Linked DNA regions of Anas platyrhynchos: regions 1, 2 and 4 are each linked to region 3. The links are chromatin contacts, called in public Hi-C maps. All regions are on one chromosome and are shown on one strand. Each heading gives the region's core, a stretch centred on a gene start, on an enhancer-like site or on the middle of the called end of the contact. The rest is flanking DNA. Distances are from core to core; before and after follow the strand shown.

Region 1 (3,061 bases), core at 511-3,010, 410 kb after region 3:
GAGCACGCAGGCTCATGAGTTTATAGGGGATGTGTTTCCTTACATTAGCATGCAACTCTGTTGTTACAATAACATGATTTCTGCACTCGTTTTTTGTGCTTTCATGTTTACATTGGAGAATGTTCAAACTTCTCCTGCAGGTAGGTGTTTTTCAGTGTTCCTTTCCTTTTTTTTTTTTTTTAATAGAGAGAACTTTGAAAGGTGTATTTCCAGTTGTTTAGCTTGTGGTTAGCTTTTTTTAAGTAGTTGCATTCTTAAAAGAAAGCTTTTGTCTATGGTTTCAGTCTGACAACAGCTCTGATATGTTTGGGTTGTGGATGCTTTGGGTTTCAGTGTGTTTCACAGATCATCGTTTTTCTGATGTCTGGTAGGTTGGAGATGGGCAGTGGTTAAATACAGGTGCATACACTAGATACTTTAAGGCATTCAGAACGGATCAACACCTTTGGTACAGTCTGATGCCCATTTCCTTGCATGTGTTCTTTCCCACTCTGCCTGTCCCAAGTAAACTGTACTACAACAACCATACTTCCTCTGCCTTATTTAAAGATGTTTCAAGATCATGTAGTTCACAAATGAGAGAGACATGTTTGGGGTTTGGTGGTTATTTTTACATTTTTTTTCATGATTCATCTCTAATTTAATAACAGAGGCCAGAGAGCACTGATCACCCCTTAACAACCAAACTGTAGGTGGAATGCATTGTAGCTTACAGGACTAGCTACTTATAAGTATATTCCCTTAAATGGCTATGCAAATCTCCATTAAACAGTATCTTTTCCAATTCATCTACCAAAAAGGAAATTAAATAATAATCCAGTACTGCCACACTGCACTAGTTGTGTTAGCTGAAAGAAACCACAATACACTGGATGTCTTCAGAGTCTTGGTCTAAAGAAGTCTAACAGGTTAATTGATGCTTCCTATTAAGCATATAGAAAGTTTAATTGTTGTCATGCCAAGTGTTTATACTAACTAATCACTAAACTGTAATTTACCTGTTTTTTAATTCTCTTGAATTTGCCAGATTAGAGACTGATTTTGTCAGACAGTCTAAACCTAGTGTTCTCAAACCCAGGGACCCACGTTAAGATGAAAAGATGCAGAGTATCGATCACTACAACTTCTCTTCACATTCTACATCTCCAGTTCATCACAAGTGGCCAAAAAAAAAAAAAAGATACACTTTGTTTTTATTTCAGAAAACTATCAAAGTAATTGCCAGATATTTATTATATATATGGATATAAATCTTTTGAAATATCATTTCAATTTGGAGGGATCTGTGTTCATGGCTGATTTACAGAGCATAGTTAATGCCTAATTATTTCATTTTGCCTTTTGCCAGGGTATGAATAATTCATGACCCTTCTTTAACAAAACCAAGAACAGGTTGATTCATGATCTTGATCCACAGCCAGAATTATGAAAAATGCACGAATATTGGAAGAGTTCAGGACTGGGAAGAAGAGGCTTCACTTTCTACCTAGATTATTCACGTTAGCATCCAGAGGTTATATAGTAACTATGCTGAGTAAAGGTGGAAAGAATATGCGATGTATTACTTGCAAAACACTGCTGAAACCTTTGCATTAAAGCTATCCATCAGGCTCATAACCAACAGGTCTATCTTCACAGTACCATTGCTCAGGCATTGACTGTGGATTTGTTTTTGTTGGTGAGTCAGAAAGGTGATCATGATCCAAGGAGACAGTATCTAGAAGATAAATTTATTGCTCACATTGCACCCTCTACTGTCTTATTCCTATAAATGCTCTGGGCAAGGTCTTCTGGCTGTGTTACAGTGGTGTGAAACACCACAATGTGCAGTAAGACAAGCAAGTAACCAAGGGAGAAGATGCCAAAGTAAAGGAAAAGACCACACAGAAAATCTGCATGAGAAGAAACTTATAGAACAAAATCAGAAGTAAGGAATGTGTTCATTAACTGACTGTCTGTTAAGCCCTAGCCTTTAATCCTGACTGCATTACAGTTCAATGGGAAATCCTTTTAAAGGAAGTCAGCAGGACAGTGCCTATAAAAATGCAGTCCATAGTATTAGGAAGCCCATCTGCCTTCTTAGACCATCAGATATATTTGAGGTTCAGATATATGCATCAGAGGTCAATGCATCAGAGTAGCTCTGTGGTGTACAGGGGTCATTGCTATGAAGAATTAGACAGCGGATCTGGTTGAGTATCATAGGTCAAAAAGATCCATCTTCCAGGTTAGTAAGATGGGTATAAGCACTGGAACAGGCTGGAGACTGGCTAGTTTGTTACCTTACATTACAGCCCAGCCAGCAGCATACAGTGACAGGGTATATATTTCATCATCAGCACACACTGTCTTGTTAATCAATGTGCCAACCAGACACTGTCCTATGTTTAACCACTGTATGTTACTGAATACAACACCCATCCTAAAAAAGCTCAGCCTGCTCCTAAGATCCTACTCCCAGCTCATTGCTGGTGTCCCAAGAGAGAGAGAACTTCCCGTTTAACCTAGTTGACTTGTTAGGCTGCAAGGAGCAATCCAGAGCATGACACCACAATTTACACCCTGATGTCAAGTATCTGAAGTTATGTTACACAATATAGAGAAGAATCCATCTCTAGAGTCTGCCCACCCTCACTGTGGTGTATTAGCCAGGCGAATTCGTACATCTTGCCTGGTATCTGACATACCTTATTGACTAGAGAGGGAACACAGTTAATGAACTTAGACTAGAGGGCTAGATTTCAGGTGGTTCACTTGGGGAAGAATGGATCCCACTCATAAGGGCCTACCCTGCAAGGCTTGCAATCCAAAAGGACATGCTATTACAAGCACGTCATAAGGAGAAAAGGCAGCAGGAAAAGAATGGAAGACCAGATCTGCATATAGTTATGTTACTTACAAATGTAGCTGATAAGAAATATGTAAAAACAGAGAAAATATGAAAGAGATTAAGTCCATGGTGATAACAATTATAACTCTGTATCATGAAAGAAAAGTACATTCCAATCTTCATTTCACTTTAAAACAAATAAATAATTTTTAAAAACAAAAAAATTACCAA
Region 2 (3,048 bases), core at 249-2,748, 440 kb after region 3:
CAGAAGAGTCCTTCTGACCCACAATTGTATTATTATCTCAAGGAATTATTTCAAGGCATATTTGATCAAGCTGATGAGTTTTACTGTTTGCCATGTTGTTACTTCACAGCATATGCTTGTACATGAATTACACATTAAGAACAATGTGAATACCAGTTTAAGAGTGCTTTGTAAGGGCTATTATTTATAGTGGAAGTCAATATAAATTCATGATCATATAGTTAGGAATTTCCTTTCTGAAAACTGTATTATTTCAAAAGCAATTAATTCATCTCATGGTGGCAAGTATTCAAAGAGAAGTATAACAGGTAAGCAAATGAAGAGGTAGATCTACATTGTCATCTAGCAGTCTTTTAACAACAGAAAACTGCTATATCTTTATAAGATTCTAAGGGATACTTATTCTAAGTTGTGTGTATGACTAACATGCACAGGATCTCACAATATCAATAGTGGCAATGTATTTTAGAAGCTATAAGTAAATCATTCTGAAGGAAAACAAAATAATAAGATTTCTGCCAACCAGTTCTTGGAAAATAAACCACATGTGTACAATTTGTGAAACAAGAAGGCAGAGTTTCCGTTAAATCAGCTCATCTGAAACATCTATAATTTTTGTTTGGCTCTCAACAAGTACAAGAGTGTATAGAGAGGCTACAGACAAACCAAGTGGCCGCTGGGAGGTTACGATCATCCTGCTGAAGCTCTATTTTAGGTGAACAGCCAGCCAAAATCATGACGTATAAATGCTTTGTGGTATTCTTGTATGCTGGGACTGAGATGGACCTAAAATACAATAAACCATCCCACAAGGATGAATTTTAATCACATTAACATGTTTGGTAACTCAGCCATGCTTTGAATCTAGTTTGGGCTTGCCGGAATTATGCATATGAATATAAATAAAAACAACAGCAGCCACATTTGCAACTCACTGGTGTGCACTTGAGATTGTTACCATATGATCTATATCTGCCCAGAACAAGAAAGATCCCGCTCCTAATAGCACTTATCTCCTCATTCCTCCCTCCCCCAGCTTTTCAAAGGGAGTTCATCAGTGTAGCTACTATTCAATTCAGTGACACTGAGGGGTTTCTAGAAAACAAAGAACTGAAGTAGAAAGCTTTCTCCTTTCCAAAATGAAGGATCTTAACAAATATTGGGAATATTGCTAGATTAAAACTTTAAACCTGGTAAATTTCCCCCTTTACCCTGAGAAGCTTTTATTTAATGTGCAAATACAAAGGAAACAATAACAGGAAGAAAGAGAAAGAAATGCAGCATTTTGTGATACTGTCCACAGTGTTATACAATGTGGCTTGCTATAATGTAATAAATTGTTTCAGATGTTAACTGGGATGTTTTCTTCATCTATGCATCTTTTTTAAATGTCTTATTACAAACTCTTTCGCTTTCAAAGTTCATTCATCAGGAGAGCTTTTATTATCTGACTGATAAGTAAACAGGAGGGAAAACATCAAGAGGCCCAAGCTATTGTATGTCACTGGGCAATGTCTTACTGCCACCTTGTGTTGAGCAAAAATATGAATAGCTCATATTTCATAGACTTTTCAACAAAACAAAACAGAAAAAAATACTCAGAAAATAAGCATGAAGGAAAACCTTCAGAAAGGTATGCATGTCTGTAAGAATACATATATAATGTTGTAAAACTGGTTTTGAGATCATAAAAAGAGAAAAATGCTTGATTTTCAGTTCAAATTTGTCTTCACAAACATGTGGCAGATGTCCACTAATGATTAACAGCCTTTTGGCTCTTATAAGCTGAAAAAGGGAAATTATTTTTTCCTGGGAAAATTAATGGACATTTATTATTTTGTTCCCTGTGCAGATTTTTTTTTACAGTTACATCGTGAATAATGGGATTTCTTACAAGCTAGAGAGATTTTATCCTACTCTAAGGCTATTTTTCAAATATTGCAAACAAGTTTTCACACATCAGTACATCCAAATATTGAAAAATTCCTACAGTGCTGCAGCTTCTTACATTTTGGAATAAATCCTTGTGCTGCAGACAACTTTCCCACCCACCAGATAAATCATACACAATGACAGGATTGGTCCTTGAACTTTAACAACTTTCAAAATCATCACTCGAAGAAAACCTCTCTTATGGTAGCTTCACAGAGATCAGTTTTCCTTGTGAAGCAATCACTACAGCAACATGTATATACACTCACACACGCGTAGATATGTACAAAGCCAAGAGATGGCAAGCTGTTCTGCAACAAACACTTTACCTTGCAGAATTATGATCAAAGAACACAGTTCATCAAATGTGTATTAAAGATGCTAGCATTACTACAGTTCTGCTCTCTGTCCATCGTTAATAAAAACTGCTGTCCCTGCTGATGGCTCACTGGACACTCTCCTTTATTCTTTAAATTAGTTGTTTGCAATTTGTCATTTACAGATCCACAAAGTCCTGTGGGCTATTTCTAAGATGTCTACAAAATAAGAATTTTATGAAGGGCATGTTAATATATTGTTTTATAATTAACTATATATATACAGTTTTCAGAAACTTCTACATCTACATTAACTATCCACAAACTCCCCCTGTACTCGGCTCTGGTGAGGCCGCACCTCAAGTACTGTGTTCAGTTTTGGGCCCCTTGCTACAAGAAGGACATCGAGGTGCTTGAGTGGGTCCAGAGAAGGGCGACGAAGCTGGTGAGGGGCCTGGAGAACAAGTCCTACAAGGAGCGGCTGAGGGAGCTGGGCTTGTTCAGCCTGGAGAAGAGAAGGCTCAGGGGCGACCTTATTGCTCTTTACAGATACCTTAAAGGAGGCTGTAGCGAGGTGGGGGTTGGCCTGTTCTCCCACGTGCCTGGTGACAGGACGAGGGGGAATGGGCTAAAGTTGCACCAAGGGAGTTTTAGGTTGGATGTTAGGAAGAACTTCTTTACCGAAAGGGTTGTTAGACATTGGAACAGGCTGCCCAGGGAAGTGGTGGAGTCACCATCCCTGGAGGTCTTTAAAAGACATTTAGATGTAGAGCTTAGGGATATGGTTTAGTGGGGACTG
Region 3 (3,207 bases), core at 2-2,501:
ATTGCAAGGTTTGTCAGGGAATACTTCTCACTACAAAATGAATGGCTGTTGGCTGACAGTCTGTATTATTTTGCAACATTTTCCTCTCAAGGTGTCCAAAATTTGATCTCAGCACACACTGTCAGCGAAATCCTTTCCTGCACTGTAGGGCCAGCACAAGACCTGTGGCTCAGTTTACTCCTTTGGAGGGCTGCAGGTTCACTCCACACACATCTGCATTTCACCCCTTCTTTCTATTTTTGTAAGCAGGATGCTACAAAGCCCAAACAGCCATCTATAGTTATGCAAGGACCCCCCAAAAAAATTGCCACCTGTGTCTACACACCCAAATATTTAGATGGCCAACTAACCTCTTAAAATTTGTATCAGGGTCTTAAAAACTTGCTGAGCAAGCCCTGTAGCCCTGTTTTTGTTTGTTTGTTTGCTTTCCTGGGCATTTTTGGAATATATTGACTTACTCTTTTAAACCTTTGCCTAAATATTGGAAGAACAGTTTTCTTTATCATATTTTAGTCTTTCCTTTTCTAATCTGGGGGTGCTTCTTCACCCCTGCACTTCGCTGCACGCTGCAGCACATGCCTAATCCCACTGAATTAATGGGTAGATGAAAATGCTTTACAGAATGGTGGAACTGTGTGAGAACTTGGAAAAAATGCAGCTCAAGTTGCCTTGAATATTTGAACCTTCCAAAATATTCGATGTATGTATTTTTTTAAGAGTTTATGTCCAGTCTTGTTTCTCAGTAAATTTTAATTATTAGTGACCAACAACCTATCAGAAGTACACCAGGCACAGCCAGCTACACTATGTGACTTTATTAGACCAGTAGCTTTGAAATAAACCTAAAAAACAGAGCATAGCCGACATTTGTAATCCCATTTTGCTCTTTTGCCGATTTGCCAGGGACGCCGTGAACCACCGTGCAATACCCGCAGTAATTTCGGGCGGGCAGCAGTCAGTTCGCACTCAGCACCTGCGCAGGGCGCTTGGAGGCCGCAGAAAGCCAGGCTGGAAGGCCACAGCCCTTCCTGGGGCTCTGACTCCGACTCAAGTGCCGTTTTGTAACCGAGTACTTCTGGTTTCAGCACCTGCCTGAGCCGGCACCGGGTGCTGTTGTTCCTCCCCTCCCCTCCCCTCCCCTCCCCACAGCGGGTGCCTGGAGGCCTCCTCCCCGCCGCCCCCCCCCCAACCCGGCCGCCGCGGCCCCGCTCTTTGTTCAAGCCAAAAATAGACGGCGGCGCCTGACAACGGCCTCCCGATTGGCTGCCGCCGGCGAGCCGCCAGCCAATGGGAGGCGAGCGGGCTCCGCCGCTGCTCCCGACGGCCTCTGGGGGCCGCTGCCCGCCCGCCCGGCGCGAGTTGGCCGCCGCCGCCCGCCCTTTTCGCCAGGGGGCGCCCGCGCCTCGCTGCCTCGCGCCCTGAGGGGCCGCGGCTCCGCAGCCCCCTCAGAGCGCCCCCGCGGGCTGCCAAGAGCGGCTGCTGCTGCTCGGCCCCTGCAGCGTGTCTTACCCTACTCGTGTCTGTAAAACAGCCCAGCTCTGTGTGGCTTCGGCCCCTTCGCAGGAATCTCGGAGTGGTTTGGGTTGGAAGGGGCCCTAAGGGACCCGGTCCATCGCCCTGCTGTGGGCAGGGACACCTCCCGCTAGGTCAGGCTGCCCGCAGTCCCACCCCACCTGGCACGTCCAGCTGTTTTCGTACATCTTATAGATGCTAGAGGCATTTCACAGAATTCTCCGTGTACTGTAGTACCCCAGGTGACAAATGTCATGAACTGGGGAAACAGCAGGCAGCTGGAAGGACCAAAAGGGGGTAGAAATGTCATTGTTCTATGAAATTACCAAGAACCGGTGTTAATTGCAATGGAGAATTGGGAAGGTATCTCCAAATCTACTTACAGATAAAGTACGTGTGCAATATACAACAAATGCATCGAACCAGTCATTCCGCTGGAAGGAAGCACCGCTTTTGTATATAAATCATATATAGGCATATGTTATATTAAAAATAGCGTTTGATATTTGCTGATTCCCTATCATCATCGAAAGAGTGCTGGGGGAATTTGAAAGGCAGAAGCAAGAGCTGATTAGCAGGGTGCTGTGTCCTAATTTATTCAAGTGCTGTATAACACCTCTGGGACTGTTAAAAGATCTCAGTCTCGAGGAGTGATTTTGATTCTTTCATATCTCTTTTCCAGAACCTCTTTTTTTTTTTTTTTTTTTTTTCTCGGGTGCCACACAGACTGAGCATCACAAGGGTGCGAGTGCAAGTTTAATAAAGGTAAAAACTGTAAGGAAGGGAAGTGAAAGAACACTTTCAAAGAAATTTGCATCTTCTGATTTTCACTGAGGCTGTGCCTTGATTCATGACAGTAGAAGGAGGCAACCAGTTTTATGTTCTGATCCATTTAAACTAAAGCTTTGAAAAGTCATTATTTCCTGTGACTTTTACGTTAAACACATATAACCTTCAGTGCATGAGCAAGTCATTCTTTGTCTTGTCCTTATGAAATGTTGGTATCAATTTATAATTTACATGCTACTTGCCTGCAGTCTTTAGCAGGAGAAAAGTTAACTGTCCATAATGCAAAGGATATCTTAATTATAAAAGGAAAAAACCTTATGGCAAAGAGTGTAGCCAATAATTACCTACTGCCAAAACGCATGTAAAATGCGTGTTAACTGCTGGGAACAGGAGAAAGCTGATTTCCTGGTGTGGCAGTTTGAGGCTTCTAGCATGAAGATAAAAAAAAATAAATAAAAATCATTGTTTACATTTTCTATTAACTTCAGATGAAATGGTGTTTTTTGTGTGCTGATTTCATTCAGGAGAAATAGCATAATAACTCTGGCACAGGTAATTCAAAGGTGGTACAAGTTACATACAGAGGGACCATTCTCCATGTGGGTATATACCCTTCTGAGGGCTTGTATCACCCCTTGCAGCTGATGAGACTCTTCCAATGTGCACACAGTCACCTTTCTTTTTTCTGTGCAGCAGTAGAAATGTGGTTTTTAACTAGTCCAACCCTCTGATCATAACCTAAACCTGTGTCATCACCTCACAAAGCTAGAACGAAGGGGTTAAGGCTTTTTATCAAGATAGATAGATGGTCATGTTTCTCCAGATGTAACTGAAGGATTTCTCATGTGAATCGTGAATGTGAAACTTCTTTAGATTTGCCCTTTTGCTATATAAAAGAGTCCAGCT
Region 4 (2,895 bases), core at 318-2,817, 260 kb after region 3:
TTTTGGCTACCTCCTGCTGGTGCAGCTTCGTACAGCACGCAGATCGAGCCATCCTCTCCAATACGATAGGACACTTCATACGGGTCAACCCATAGAGTGAGTTCGCTTGGAAGAAGCTGGAACAGTTCCTGACTGCTCAATCCAATCCGCTGTGCTGCCTGTCCAATGAGAGGATCCATTTTATGGTTGATCCGGATACATCGGTAACCTGATCCCTTGCATGGCTTTTCTGGGAACCAGTGGTGTTTGTAATGTTCTACAAAATAAAAAAATAAAAAAAAAAGATTATCCTCCTTAATTCTGTCTTCACAAGGTTTTGCAGCGATCAGTGTTCTCTTGCATAGTTTCACAACTCTAGATGTTGAGACGCTTATTATTTTAGAATCAAATGACCTGAAAAATCATCATGGCTTCTATTTTGCTGATGATTTACATGAACGCAGGGTCCCTTGGGGACCACGCACGCACAAAGTTATTGTTTCATTCTACCATACATGGAGAACAATGTCTGCCATCAGAAAGGAGTGAGATGTAACTTCCTAGTATTCATAAAAATACATGTAACGAGGATCTTGCATACAAAGCAGAGAAGTTTGAGGGCTTTGAAACGCCACGAACCAAGGTTAAAAAAAAAAAAAAAAAAGTGCCTTTTCAGCATAATTTGGGAATCGCAGCCAGGCTTAGTTCCTCACGTCGTAAGAGTGACTAAAAATAAACAGGGAAGCGGCTGGGCAGCGTGTATTGACTCAGGCTGTATTTCACCAGCACTCTTCCCGGCCACTTTTCCGGGGCGAGGTACCCACGGCTTCACTTACCTTTGGACTTTTCCCCCTCCCGACACCCCAAGCTCGGCGGTACCCGCGGCACAAGGCACCGGCCCCCGCCAGCACCGCCTGGGCCCCGCTCTGGGCGCTACAGAGCCTCGGGGGCAGCCGGGATCCGGGCGCCACCGACCCCAACCGGAGCCTGAGGGCGGCCGCGCGGTGCCTCCAGAAGAGGAACCGGGCCCCGTCCTGCCCCGACGGCTCCTCACGGGGGCGGAACCAGCCCCGAGAGCGACCCGGGGGCCCCGCGGCCGGGCTTTGTCTGCGGAGCGGGGCGGATCGGATCGGGGTGTGTGTGTGGGGGGGGGGGGGGCTCCGCGCACAGCCCGGGGGGCGCCCGCTGCCCCTCGCTGCCGGGCCGCCCTCCCTCACCTGCCAGCAGCTCCTGCAGGCTCTGGCTGAAGGTCTGCAGCTGCCGCTCGTTCATCAGCCCCTTGGTCCGCAGGAACTTGGAGATGAAGCCCACGGCCGCGGCGATCTCGCGTATCATGCTGGCCCGGGTGTACAGGGCGGGATGCATGGAGGCGGCGGCCGGCGGGGGCGCTCGGTCGGGTCGGGTCTGGTCGGGTCGGGACGGGACGGGTCTGGTCGGGCCGGGCTCGGCTCTAACTGGGCGAGGCGCGGGCGGCGGCGCCCAGCTCACATGGCGGGGGCGGCAGCCTCCGCCTCCTCCTCCTGCGGCACGGCGGCAGCGGCGGCGGCGGCCGCGGCAGCGCTGCCCGCATCTCCTGCGGCGCGGGGCGAAGGGAGCCGCCCGCCGCGCGCCGCCTCTTATAGCCGCCCGCGGTAGGAAGTGGCGTCGGGGAACCGGGGGCGCGCCGCCGCCAATGGGGCGATCGCACCATTGTGACGGAGCCGGGCGCAGGGCGGGGGCAGAGCGGGGAGGGGAGGGGAAGGAGGGGAGGGAGGGGAGGGAGGGGAAGGGGGGGTGGGGGTGACGTAATCGGTTGTAAACAAATAGAGCGGGGGCGCGCGGCGCGCGGGGGTGCGCAGGGCACGGCGCCGCGCTGTATCCGGGGAGAGCAGCGACACGTCAGCCGCACGGCCCGCGGGAGCGCGCCCCGCCGCGGCACCGGGCGGGCTGCTGCCGGAGAAGGGTGGGAGAAGGGAGAGGGGAAAGCACCCCCGCGAGTGCAACGCCAAAGGGGGGATGAGAACAGCAGCGTGTTCTGTGGAGAGCTCCAAGTGCGGCTTTTTTTTTTCTTTTTAAGGTGGAAAATTCGCTCTTCCCCTCGGTTATTGCACACCCTGCTCCTACGCGAAGCTGCAAATGCAACGCAGCCTGGTGTTTTGGTGTTTACATGTTCGCTGCTTCCAGCCGGAGAGCAGAAGCACAACCACTGGAGGCACATTTAAAAAAAAAAAAAAAGTCTTTTTATTTTTTTTTTCAGCAAAAATAAATTAATAACGAACTACATAAAAATAAATCAGTGAAATAATTTGAATAAAAGGTGAAAATACAGCACTTGGGGTGGTGTGATGTTGGAGGTGTACCTGAACAGCGCTTCCAGCCTGCTTCTCCGCGCTCAGGAGCGATTCTATCCCAGGCACTCAGCCTCAAGGGGCTCTGGCTCTCTAAGCACAAGAGGGATCTGCAAAATACCTTCAAAAGATAATCTTGGGAGCTTAAGTCCACAGCTTTACTGCATACTAAAAACCTTGGTGTACTTTCAGAGCGCGGTCTCATCTATTGTTCCGCCACCAACCTCTGAGTATATCTCGTTAGCGATCACAGGCTGTCCTGTCCTGTGAGAAGGGAGGAGCTGGCAGGCTGACCCCTTTTCTTGCTGCTCCACAGGTATCAGCCATCCCTTCTTCCCCAGTGCTTCCCCAGCATGTGTAAGAAACAGCCAGAGCAGCCATTTCTGATCAGGTTGGCATTTGCTGTTTCCTTTCAGACCTCAAAGCAGCAGATGACTCTCTTTTACAACCAGGTCAGTCAACCTACAGGAAAAGCCCACTTCTCTCATACAAAATTGACCTTACTGACAGAGCTTCTCAGTTACAACAAAATAACTACTGGAAATAGTTTAACAACAACAAAATAATAATAATAATGAGTGTAACATGC

The links. A called contact is a pair of places that touch in the nucleus more often than the background predicts.
Region 1: a Hi-C map of subcutaneous adipose tissue shows a contact between it and region 3, with 2.8 times the contacts expected there. The contact joins two enhancer-like sites. A contact is called at or near these places in 2 of 8 Hi-C or Micro-C datasets (liver and subcutaneous adipose tissue).
Region 2: a Hi-C map of subcutaneous adipose tissue shows a contact between it and region 3, with 3 times the contacts expected there. The contact joins two enhancer-like sites. A contact is called at or near these places in 6 of 8 Hi-C or Micro-C datasets (F1 follicle, F5 follicle, skeletal muscle and 2 more).
Region 4: a contact with region 3 is called in a Hi-C map of subcutaneous adipose tissue, with 4 times the contacts expected there. The contact joins the promoter of BTG1 here to the enhancer-like site in region 3. A contact is called at or near these places in 3 of 8 Hi-C or Micro-C datasets (liver, small yellow follicle and subcutaneous adipose tissue).

What each region holds. Positions count from the first base shown.
Region 1 is chr1:47,886,325-47,889,385 of IASCAAS_PekinDuck_T2T, reverse strand. No RefSeq gene overlaps it. Among named protein-coding and RNA genes, the nearest start is that of PLEKHG7, 56 kb to the right of the region's middle. Within about 2 kb of position 1,760, at least 4 of the 8 cell types and tissues checked have an H3K27ac peak or open chromatin away from gene starts, as enhancers often do. A contact at or near this core is called in subcutaneous adipose tissue, where this site is marked.
Region 2 is chr1:47,851,196-47,854,243 of IASCAAS_PekinDuck_T2T, reverse strand. No RefSeq gene overlaps it. Among named protein-coding and RNA genes, the nearest start is that of PLEKHG7, 21 kb to the right of the region's middle. Within about 2 kb of position 1,498, at least 1 of the 8 cell types and tissues checked has an H3K27ac peak or open chromatin away from gene starts, as enhancers often do. A contact at or near this core is called in subcutaneous adipose tissue, where this site is marked.
Region 3 is chr1:48,290,770-48,293,976 of IASCAAS_PekinDuck_T2T, reverse strand. No RefSeq gene overlaps it. Among named protein-coding and RNA genes, the nearest start is that of DCN, 110 kb to the left of the region's middle. Within about 2 kb of position 1,251, at least 5 of the 8 cell types and tissues checked have an H3K27ac peak or open chromatin away from gene starts, as enhancers often do. A contact at or near this core is called in small yellow follicle and subcutaneous adipose tissue, where this site is marked.
Region 4 is chr1:48,028,902-48,031,796 of IASCAAS_PekinDuck_T2T, reverse strand. BTG1 (BTG anti-proliferation factor 1) reads right to left here and starts at 1,567. Exons shown (of 2, transcript XM_027451891.3): 1 at 1,197-1,567; 2 at 1-256. The coding sequence starts at 1,344.